3 separate regions of the Zea mays genome follow, and all the other regions are linked to region 2. Evidence: chromatin contacts called from public Hi-C data. All regions are on one chromosome and are shown on one strand. The core of a region is the stretch at or near the end of the contact, and the rest is flanking DNA. Distances in the headings are between cores, read along the strand shown. Region 1 holds the start of LOC100502378. Region 2 holds the start of LOC100502339 (putative O-Glycosyl hydrolase superfamily protein). Region 3 holds the start of LOC107275229 (FAD/NAD(P)-binding oxidoreductase family protein).

What was found. A called contact is a pair of places that touch in the nucleus more often than the background predicts.
Region 1: a contact with region 2 is called in a Hi-C map of tassel, with 2.2 times the contacts expected there. The contact joins the promoter of LOC100502378 here to the promoter of LOC100502339 in region 2. A contact is called at or near these places in 4 of 25 Hi-C or Micro-C datasets (ear, leaf and tassel).
Region 3: a contact with region 2 is called in a Hi-C map of tassel, with 4 times the contacts expected there. The contact joins the promoter of LOC107275229 here to the promoter of LOC100502339 in region 2. A contact is called at or near these places in 2 of 25 Hi-C or Micro-C datasets (root tip and tassel).

The regions. Positions count from the first base shown.
Region 1 is chr4:202,657,782-202,660,815 of Zm-B73-REFERENCE-NAM-5.0, reverse strand. It overlaps LOC100502378, which reads left to right and starts at 1,705. Exons shown (of 10, transcript NM_001323921.1): 1 at 1,705-1,884; 2 at 2,715-2,814. The coding sequence starts at 2,715.
Region 2 is chr4:202,959,950-202,962,657 of Zm-B73-REFERENCE-NAM-5.0, reverse strand. LOC100502339 (putative O-Glycosyl hydrolase superfamily protein) reads right to left here and starts at 1,435. Exons shown (of 3, transcript NM_001320706.1): 1 at 742-1,435. The coding sequence starts at 1,152.
Region 3 is chr4:202,580,225-202,583,331 of Zm-B73-REFERENCE-NAM-5.0, reverse strand. It overlaps LOC107275229 (FAD/NAD(P)-binding oxidoreductase family protein), which reads right to left and starts at 1,624. Exons shown (of 2, transcript NM_001320476.1): 1 at 1,294-1,624; 2 at 33-1,104. The coding sequence starts at 1,400. The coding sequence ends at 102. LOC100285473 reads right to left here and starts at 2,763. Exons shown (of 1, transcript NM_001158366.2): 1 at 1,818-2,763. The coding sequence starts at 2,684. The coding sequence ends at 2,061.

The DNA.
Region 1 (3,034 bases), core at 456-2,955, 300 kb after region 2:
GCAGGAGGTGGCCCACGCGACCACCACTCTGGTCGGCGCAAGGGCAAGCAGGAGTACACCTCAGGCAAGCACAAGTCCAAGGGAGGATTCAACAAGGAAGCGCTCAAGAAGAAGTACCACTAGAAGGCCAATATCAAGGAGCATGCCTTCCTTGCCCCTTTCAGTGACCTCAACCAAGACTCCGACGATGCAACGTCTTTCTCGAGCGATGAGGAGACCAACAAGTGAGTCGAGGACAAGCTGAACGGACTCTGCTTCCTCACTGCCACCGTAAGCGGTCTTTGCAACATGGCGCTTGGTCATGATGCGATGGCCAGGACATCGACGATGGCACTGCTTTTGAGGTATCTCATTCTGCCGATGATCTCGCCGCTGAGGTAGAAGAGCTCACGGCTGCATTGGCTAGTTAGGATAAGTTGCTTAGTATTGTTGCTCGTGAGAGTAAAGATTTTAAATTCAAGTATGAGAGCACACTTAGAGAGATTGAGTCTGCTAGAGCTTTAGTTGTGGTGTCTGACAAGATAGAATGCGATGAGTGCGCTCTACACATGTCGAACATCACAACTTTGCAGACCAAGCACGCCACCTTGCTAGATCAACGCGACGAGTTGACATCTAGGTCTAGCTTGTTAGGTGTGTGTATTGTTTGTCCTAGCTTGCAGACTGAGCTAGCAGAAAGAGACGCTAGGATAGCCTTGTTGGAGAAGACTAGCTCAGTGAGTGTCCATGTACTTGCGCAATGTGTGCACTTTATGAGGGTCTACAATTTGCTCTTGAGTCCTGTAGACACAACAAGACCCATATCGTCTAAATCTTTTGGTTTGTTTATGGATCCCAAGTTCTATGTTATTTTATTCATAATGTAAGTAGGTTTCTAATATTTATTGTACCGTGTCTATAGGGAACATGTATGCCTATATCGTGGCATCTGCTTTCCATGTAGTGGCCATCCATAGTAGAAAGTTGTAAGAATCTGTATGACCGTGATCGTGTATGATTGCATCAATACTGACAAAAATATGGTTGTATCTTATAATTTGGCATATTGTGCATAAAACAAGTGCATTATATGAACATCGTGATTTATGTATTTCAAACAAAATTTTATGACACTTCTTATTGTGTTTTACGCTTGCACTAAAAACACGGTGTGTTTTACGCAACTTATGACACTTTTTGATGTGTTTTACGACAACCTCGTACAAAGTGAGATACACGACAACTACCACGATTCGTGCGCTTCTTTAACGCGCAATCAGTAGATCCCTTGCCCGCTATAACGTCAACACTAGTTTATGTTAAGTTATATATAGTTTAATGGTTCTTTTGTACCAGTTTTATGGCAAAATGGATATTACACACATCGATATTACACAATATGATCTGAATACTCTATAGACCGATACAGTTGTTGAATAGTTCGAACTTGGATATATACAAATCACTACCATTTGTATTCCACCTGGACAAATATACTCGAACTTCACCCCTGCACATTGCCATTCCTACCTGTTGCCACATCTATGGAGTGTTTGGTTTAAGGAATGATATAGTCCATCATTTTCTCACTCCTCATTTTTTTGTTTGGTCTGTGGAATAGAGTGAGTTAATCCATCAGCACCTCATTTCTTATAGTTAGTTGTTTAATACTAATATGTGGAATGAAGTCATCCCACCAAATTTGAAGAATGGACCATGATGCACCAGAACGAAACACCCTCACTAGTGGTTCGGCCTTTCCATCTGCCGTTCGCCCAGCGTGTTCTCCCTCTAGTGCGGCAACTGGGCGACCGCCGCCGCCGCTCTACTCCGGGTGCCCAGGCGTTCGTCCGTACCTTCTCAGGCCTTCATCGCGTCCTTCGCCGGCGACGATCACCGACAAGGGTATCGCACCGTTTCCCTTCCGTTTCTGCAGGCACCCGAACCCTAACATAAGCTATTTGGCTACATTTATTCCGATCTGATCTAGCTACAATAAACCAATATACGCCCTTTAATGCCCCCACCCCTCAGGGTGTACGCAACGTACTCAGTAACATCTTTAGTTGGATATTTCAATGGTGGTGACTCGGTTGATGTTTTGCAATAACTTGGTGCTAAGCTTACTTTGCACTGGAGTGCTTGATTGTTAATTAGTAGAATTTAGAAAACGCTGGTGATTTTGCTGTTTTCTTCTCTACACATCCCTTGCTTTTGTTACTTTTTGTCATTTCTCTAGTCATGTCAACAAAGGATTCGGTAAACTTGAAATTGAAGTTGGTAACAAGAACTGATGTCAAGGATTGTCACCCTGATGACTGGCGTGGGCCTTTTGGTGACATGGTTCTGGATTTTCTAATGTTGAAAATATACTTCCTACCTAAGTAACTTGAATTCGCTACAGTGTGGGAGCTTTGGTTTACAGAAAATTATGCTTTAGCTCCTTGTGAGGATTTTGATGTCATATTATTGGTCAACCTCAGCCTTATCCATGAATGATTTATGATACAATATTATGGCAATGTTTCCATCGTGTTTTCAATTCTATGGTGATGGTAAATGGAAAGGTGGGAGCATGTTGTTCATCAATAACCAACTGAAGATCCCCTTTGTTGTTTTTGGTTATAATGCATATAGTTTACTACTTTGCTTCCTCTTTTGAACGGTAGTCTGTAAGCATATGTGTGCGATTCAATGTAATCATCTTTTGTATGACACCCTTTTTGTAAGTACAGATGGAAAGAACAATTAATTCCTTGATGTACAAAGGATCTATTCCTGATGCAATTAATCAATCAAGAAGGGAGAAGAAGCTCTTTGTAGTCTACATATCAGGTGATTTGTCCTCACTTCCCAGCTATGCTTTGCACCTCTTGAAGGATATCTATGCCAATTCTCTAGTTCGATATCCTAATTATGAATGACAATATTCATGCCAATATTGCACTAGTCGAATAGGAAGATAGATTGCCAACTTTATTCTTTCTTTTATCTTACTGGGATGAATTATTTGAAAGCTGTGTAATCTTTTTGTTCAAATCTGATCTTGTTTTCA
Region 2 (2,708 bases), core at 186-2,685:
GAATGTTATAGATATATACTATAGATACATTATTACAAAGATTTAGTATAGTATAGTGGATTACTATAGATATATACTATAGATATATATTATAGATATATACTATAGTATATAGATAACATGGATGTTGCTACATAGAGGATTTATTATCTACACTATTGTGGCTTACCTACGCTTCTGAAGCTCAGCACCGATGTTGTGCAATTATATACGCTCTCTTTGTACCAAAAATAAAATTCGTTTTAGGCAAATAGTGAATTCATCAAAAACTTGATATATATGTTTTATAGATTAATCATTAATCATTTGAATATAGATATAAAAACAAAAGCTAAGATGACTATTTTTTTAATACGGAGGGAGTATAATTTTTAAGCGCACCCTAGCTTGGTTGTCCCTTCGGACAGTTCCCAAGCAAATCACGGATGATACCAGCGAAAAGGCTGCAAGAGAGCGGCGGCAGCGCGTGCATGCATGCATGGCATCGATTGTGGAAGCATGGGCCGGCCGGCGCTCCCAACCAACCGCCCGTGTGCCAGCCAAACCAATCCACATCGCGTAACGATCAGTGTGGCAGGCACGCCCGCCGGCCCGGGCCGCGCTTGCGAAACATGATCGCTCATGTGCCAGCGTGCGTACATGCCCATGCCTGTCGGTTAGCGGTACGCCGGTACGCTGTTCCAGGCAAAGGAAATCGAAAAACAATGCTCACCCGTCGCGTTACTAGGTAAGGTACCGTACCTGACCGATGCGGAGCCAGAGGTCGTCGTCGAAGGCGGCGGCCGTGAGCAACACCTGCGGGAAGCTGGTGGCGGCGCGGACGGCGGCGTCGAAGTGGAGCCCCTTGCCCGAGGTGGCCAGACCATGCAGCGCCTCGTTCCACCACTTGTACCCGGGGACGCCAAGCCGCGGGACCCCCGGCGCCTGGTCGCCCAGCTGCGCGATCTTCTCCGCGGCCGTCAGCCGGGACACCAGGTCCGCCGCGCGCTGCGCCGGGGCCAGCGTCACGTCGCAGAACGCGAGGCCCTCCGACGCCTCCGCGGACGACGGGCCGCACGAGAACGGCGGGTCCCCGGCCACGGCCAGTACTGGCGCCGCGCCGTGCAGCGCCGCCAGCGTCACTAGTAGTAGTGCTAGCGTCGCTGCCGCCATGCTATAGCCTATTATAGCTGCGGCCGGCGTTGATGTTGACGAAGGCGGGTGCGAGAGCGACGTAGTAGCGGGAGTTTATTCAATGAGCGCGCTCCTGTTGCCCGCCTCAAATAGGCAGCCGCCGCGAATCGGAGCTCGCCGCGTGTCTGCTCACAGGTGTTGCGTGTGGTGCACTGTACAGCTGCTAGCTAAGCCTGCTATAGTAGTAGACTAGTAGCCATCATCAAGAGGAATCGCAGCGCATGCTTGTCAAGGGGATGCTTCTCTTGCCCTTTCGGCCGAGAGCATTTCAATGGATCTATGCGTGCGGGGTGATGTTGCCGGTCCATGGAGATATGCGTTTCGTGGTGCTGGGCAATTAGGCTACCTAATTAATTAGTGCTTCAGAGTGGACATCAGGCCAATGCGCGTCGCTTTATTTGAAAAAAAAAACGCAACGTTGTCTCACTGTGCGTAGTTCGTGTGATTATTGGGATTGCTTGATATAAGCGAATAGGAATCTGTTAACAGAATAGCTGGGTAGGGGTAGAGAAGTAGAAGAACAGGCTAGAAACTGGATACGAGGAGGAGCCCGGCAGCAGCGGCAGCCAGGCGGCGGTGTTACTTGAGACAGAAGAATTCAGTTATTACAATGTTCATGTCCTCTCTCTCATTCTCACAGCGTTACATACCCAAGCTATGCAGCTACAGCCTACGACACCCACTCTGGACCCTTCAGGCGAACATTCTCAGCTCGAGCCCTTTTACTGTGCCTTGGCCCATGTGTTGTTTCATGTCTTGGCCCATCTTCCACCATCTCTTTACTGACATTCCCCCCATGTAGAAATCCTGCTTGTCCCCAAGCAGGGGCTTGAGGAAACCGCTGCTGGAGATGTGTAACATCCTCCCATGTGGCCAATGACGGGGACAGGCCGGACCATTGCACCAACACTTGATAAGAGCCCTCAGCGCCGAGGCGACGCCTGAGAATCTTAACCGGCACCTGCAACTCATCAAAACGATCAGGCAATTCAGCAGTAGTTTCAGACGGTGCCAGCGCTCGCTTGAGTTGGGATACATGAAGCACTGGATGAATAGAAGATGAAGGCGGTAACTGGAGCTTATATGCGACAGAACCGACGCGAGACAGGATCGGAAATGGACCAAAATATTTGAACGCTAGTTTCTGATTAGATCGGGGGGCCAACGAAGATTGAACATATGGCTGTAACTTGATATAAACCAAATCCCCCACAGCGAAGACCCGATCCGAACGTTTTTTGTCAGCATGAAACTTCATGCGCTGTTGCGCCCTAACCAAATGCTGCTGAATGAGTTTCTGCATCACCACTTTGTCCTCTAACCAATCAGCCAGTGAGGGAGTAGAACAAGTGTCCAGAGAATCCAATCCAAAATGGCGAGGGGAATAACCATAGAGAACCTGAAATGGAGTGTGACCCAATGCCGAATGCCAGCTTGAGTTATACCAAAACTCTGCCAGATAAATCCAATCCATCCATTTTGTGGGGCACGCATGCACAAAGCATCGAAGGAAGGTTTCCAGGCACTGGTTCACC
Region 3 (3,107 bases), core at 375-2,874, 380 kb after region 2:
ACAGAGCCTCAGCCTAGCTAGCTAGTCTCCGTTTGGTCATCGGAATTGAAGGATCGCCGGACCGGGGCCGGGGACGTCATCGTCGATAGATGGGATCTCCCTCACATGACGTGCGGCATCGTGCCGTAGGGTTTGCTCTTGATCCCCATCATCCTGCGCGTCCTCGTGATGAAGAGGTCCCGTGGCTTGACGGCACCGGGGATGTGCCCGATGAGCGTCATGAACGGCAGCTCCGCCAGCGCGTCGCGCTGGCCGAGCGTCACGGTCATGGACGTCCTCGGGGACGGCTTGTACCGGTGCAGCTTCTCCTCCCGGGGGGCACCCTTGACCAGCAGGCGGAGGTTCCGGGACACCACCATCGCCTGCCGCTGCGCCAGGTTGCCCTGCTTGGCCTCCGGCACGTCCGTGATGTCGCCGACGGCGAACACGTTCCGCAGCCCGCCGACGCGCAGGTGGTCGTCCACCCGGAGGTGGCCCTCCTCGTCCACGTGCTCCCCGAGGATCGTCCCGCCGAGCCAGCCGGACGCCACGGGCCGGCCCGTGCACACGAAGTGGCAGTCGGCCTCCAGCGTCTCCCCCGCCGACGTGGTGAACGTCCGGGTGTCCGGGGTGGCCGACGCCAGGTCCACCGTCTGGTCCAGCAGCACGGTGACGTTCTTGGACCGCAGCCACTCGAGCGCCTTGGCCGACGCCCGGGCGCCCATGACCTTGAGCAGCCGCGGCGCGCCGTGGACGATGGTGACGCGCTTCTCGGGGCTCTTCATCACGATCTCCGCCGCCAGCTCCACGCCGATGGGCCCGCCGCCGACGATCAGCACCGACTCCGCCGCGTCGATCCGGTCCTTGTCGCGCTGGAACATCTCCAGCCGGTCCGACCGCTTCTGCGGCCGGTTGCACGTGCGCCCCGTCGCGACCACGAGGAAGTCGTACGCCACGGCGCGGCCGATGGAGGTGAGCACCACGGAGTCGTCCAGGCCGACGGCGGAGGCGGTGACCACCTTGGCGTGCGTCAGGTAGTCGGAGTGCGCGATCACCGTGCGCTCCACCGCCGCCGGGTCCACCTTGGCGCGCAGGTTGGCCCACGGGATCTCGAAGTACTCCTTCCTGCATGCACGGAAGGATCCAATAATCCATGGGTCGCACGTCGCCGGCCATGCATGCATGCATACATATCAAGGGGAAGCTAGCATGCATGGATCATCCGATCCGATCCACGCGCGCTACGCTAGCTGGGAGGGAAATATGAAATGTGCAGGAGGGCAGCTCCAAACGGCGCGCGCGGCGGAAGCTCACGGGTCGATGAGGACGACGTCGGCGTGGTTCTGGAGCGTCTTGGCGAGGAGGGCGCCGGCGATGCCGCCGCCCACGACGACGACGCGGTCGCCGGTGGACCGCAGCATGGTGCACCGCCGGATGGGGTCCTAGCTAGCTAGTTCGTCGCGCCGAAGAAGAAGGCGCCTGCTGCAAGTTGCATGCGACGGACGAACAACTCGATCGATCGAGATGGATCGACGCTCCGTCGTCTTCTGCGTCGAAATTCGTATTTATGGATGGAGGAGATTAATTTGGCGGGAGCTCGTGAGTTTGCTTCGTTTCGGAGGGGAGCTAGGGGGTTCCCCTTCTGGTGCTCATTTGTTAGGAGAAGGGCCCACATGTCAATGTGCTAATCGGCCAGAAAATGCTAAATCGAGCTGCTTGCCAAAAATAGGTGTCAATTCACCGCAGGTGTGAGACAAACAAGGAAAAGAAGAAGATTGTAAGTTGCAACAGCTTCCTCACAGGCACACTGAGCAACGTCGAAGCCAAAGGCAGAACGAACACAATAAACCATCATCAGAATCCACTTTACAAAATCATTAAGGTACAATGGACAAAATGTAAACACAACTACGTACTGTCTGCATGGACAATCATCTGGCATCGGAAAGGTCGACAGATCATCATCGAATCGGATGCCAAAACGAAGAGAGTACGTAATGCATGTCCTAGTCTTTACGCCGGCCGGTCTGGACAGCCGACTGATGGATGGCAGTCGTAACTAGTAACCAACAGAGCGCGCGTCACTTGAAGAGGGCGACGGCGGGCAGGAACGCGGCGAGGACGAGCGCCGCGCAAGCGCTGCTGGACGCGCCGCCGCGGGCCCTGGCGCCGCCGGAGAGGTACAGGTAGTAGTACGGGTTTGACGACGACGGCGGGGACGAGAAGTGCGAGGACGAGCCACTGCCACCGTCGCCGCCGCTCTTCGGCGGCGGCGGCGACGGCGGCGAGGAGGAGGAGGGTGGCGACGGCGGAGGCTCCGTCGACGACGATGAGGACGAAGGCGGGGTCGTGCACGGGGACTCCGGCGGGCTCGTGAGAGGCGTCACCGGAGGCAGCAGGTCGTACACGTCCCCCGTTGGCGGCGGCGGCAGCACCAGTTGCAGGTACGGCGGCGGGGGCGCGGACAGCGGCAGCAGCGCAAGGGCCGGCGGCGGCGGCGCTGTCATCGGCAGGATCGTCGGCGGCGACGCCGTGCAGATCGTCGGGCACGTCCCGCACTTGCTCACGCACAGCTGGTTCGTGTCCGGGGCCCCCACCGCCGGCTCGCCCTCATCAGCGGCGACGACCGGGAATGGGGATCGCGAGCACGCCAGCAGCAGCGACACTGCTGCCACCAACGACACGGCCGCCCTTCTTCCCTCCATTGCCGCCGTGTAGCGGCCTCAATCGACAGAGAACAGGCTTGCTTGCGTAGCTGCGTTGCGTGTGCTCGCTTTCACAGGTGAGATTCCCGCGGAACTCTGGGTTTGTTTACGTAATATAGAGAGCCTGGGCCCTGGACCTGGAGGCCCAGCGCGGCAAAGAAATGTGCCAAACTTGAGGCGCAAGCTCCAACGGAATATGTGGGCTGCTGAGTGAGATGAGAAATGCTGGCTGTAAAGGTAGATGCTCTTGAAATGGGCACTAAGGAATTGCCGGTTCCTCTTACGCCACAGGATTAATCCCAACAAATCTGCAGCTTGTGAATCCTTCATGTGCACCAGCCTTTGGGTGAAAAGGTAAGGCCACGGAAAGTATTATTTAAGGAAATACGTCGAAAGATTACCTGTGAATGATGAGCAAGCAAA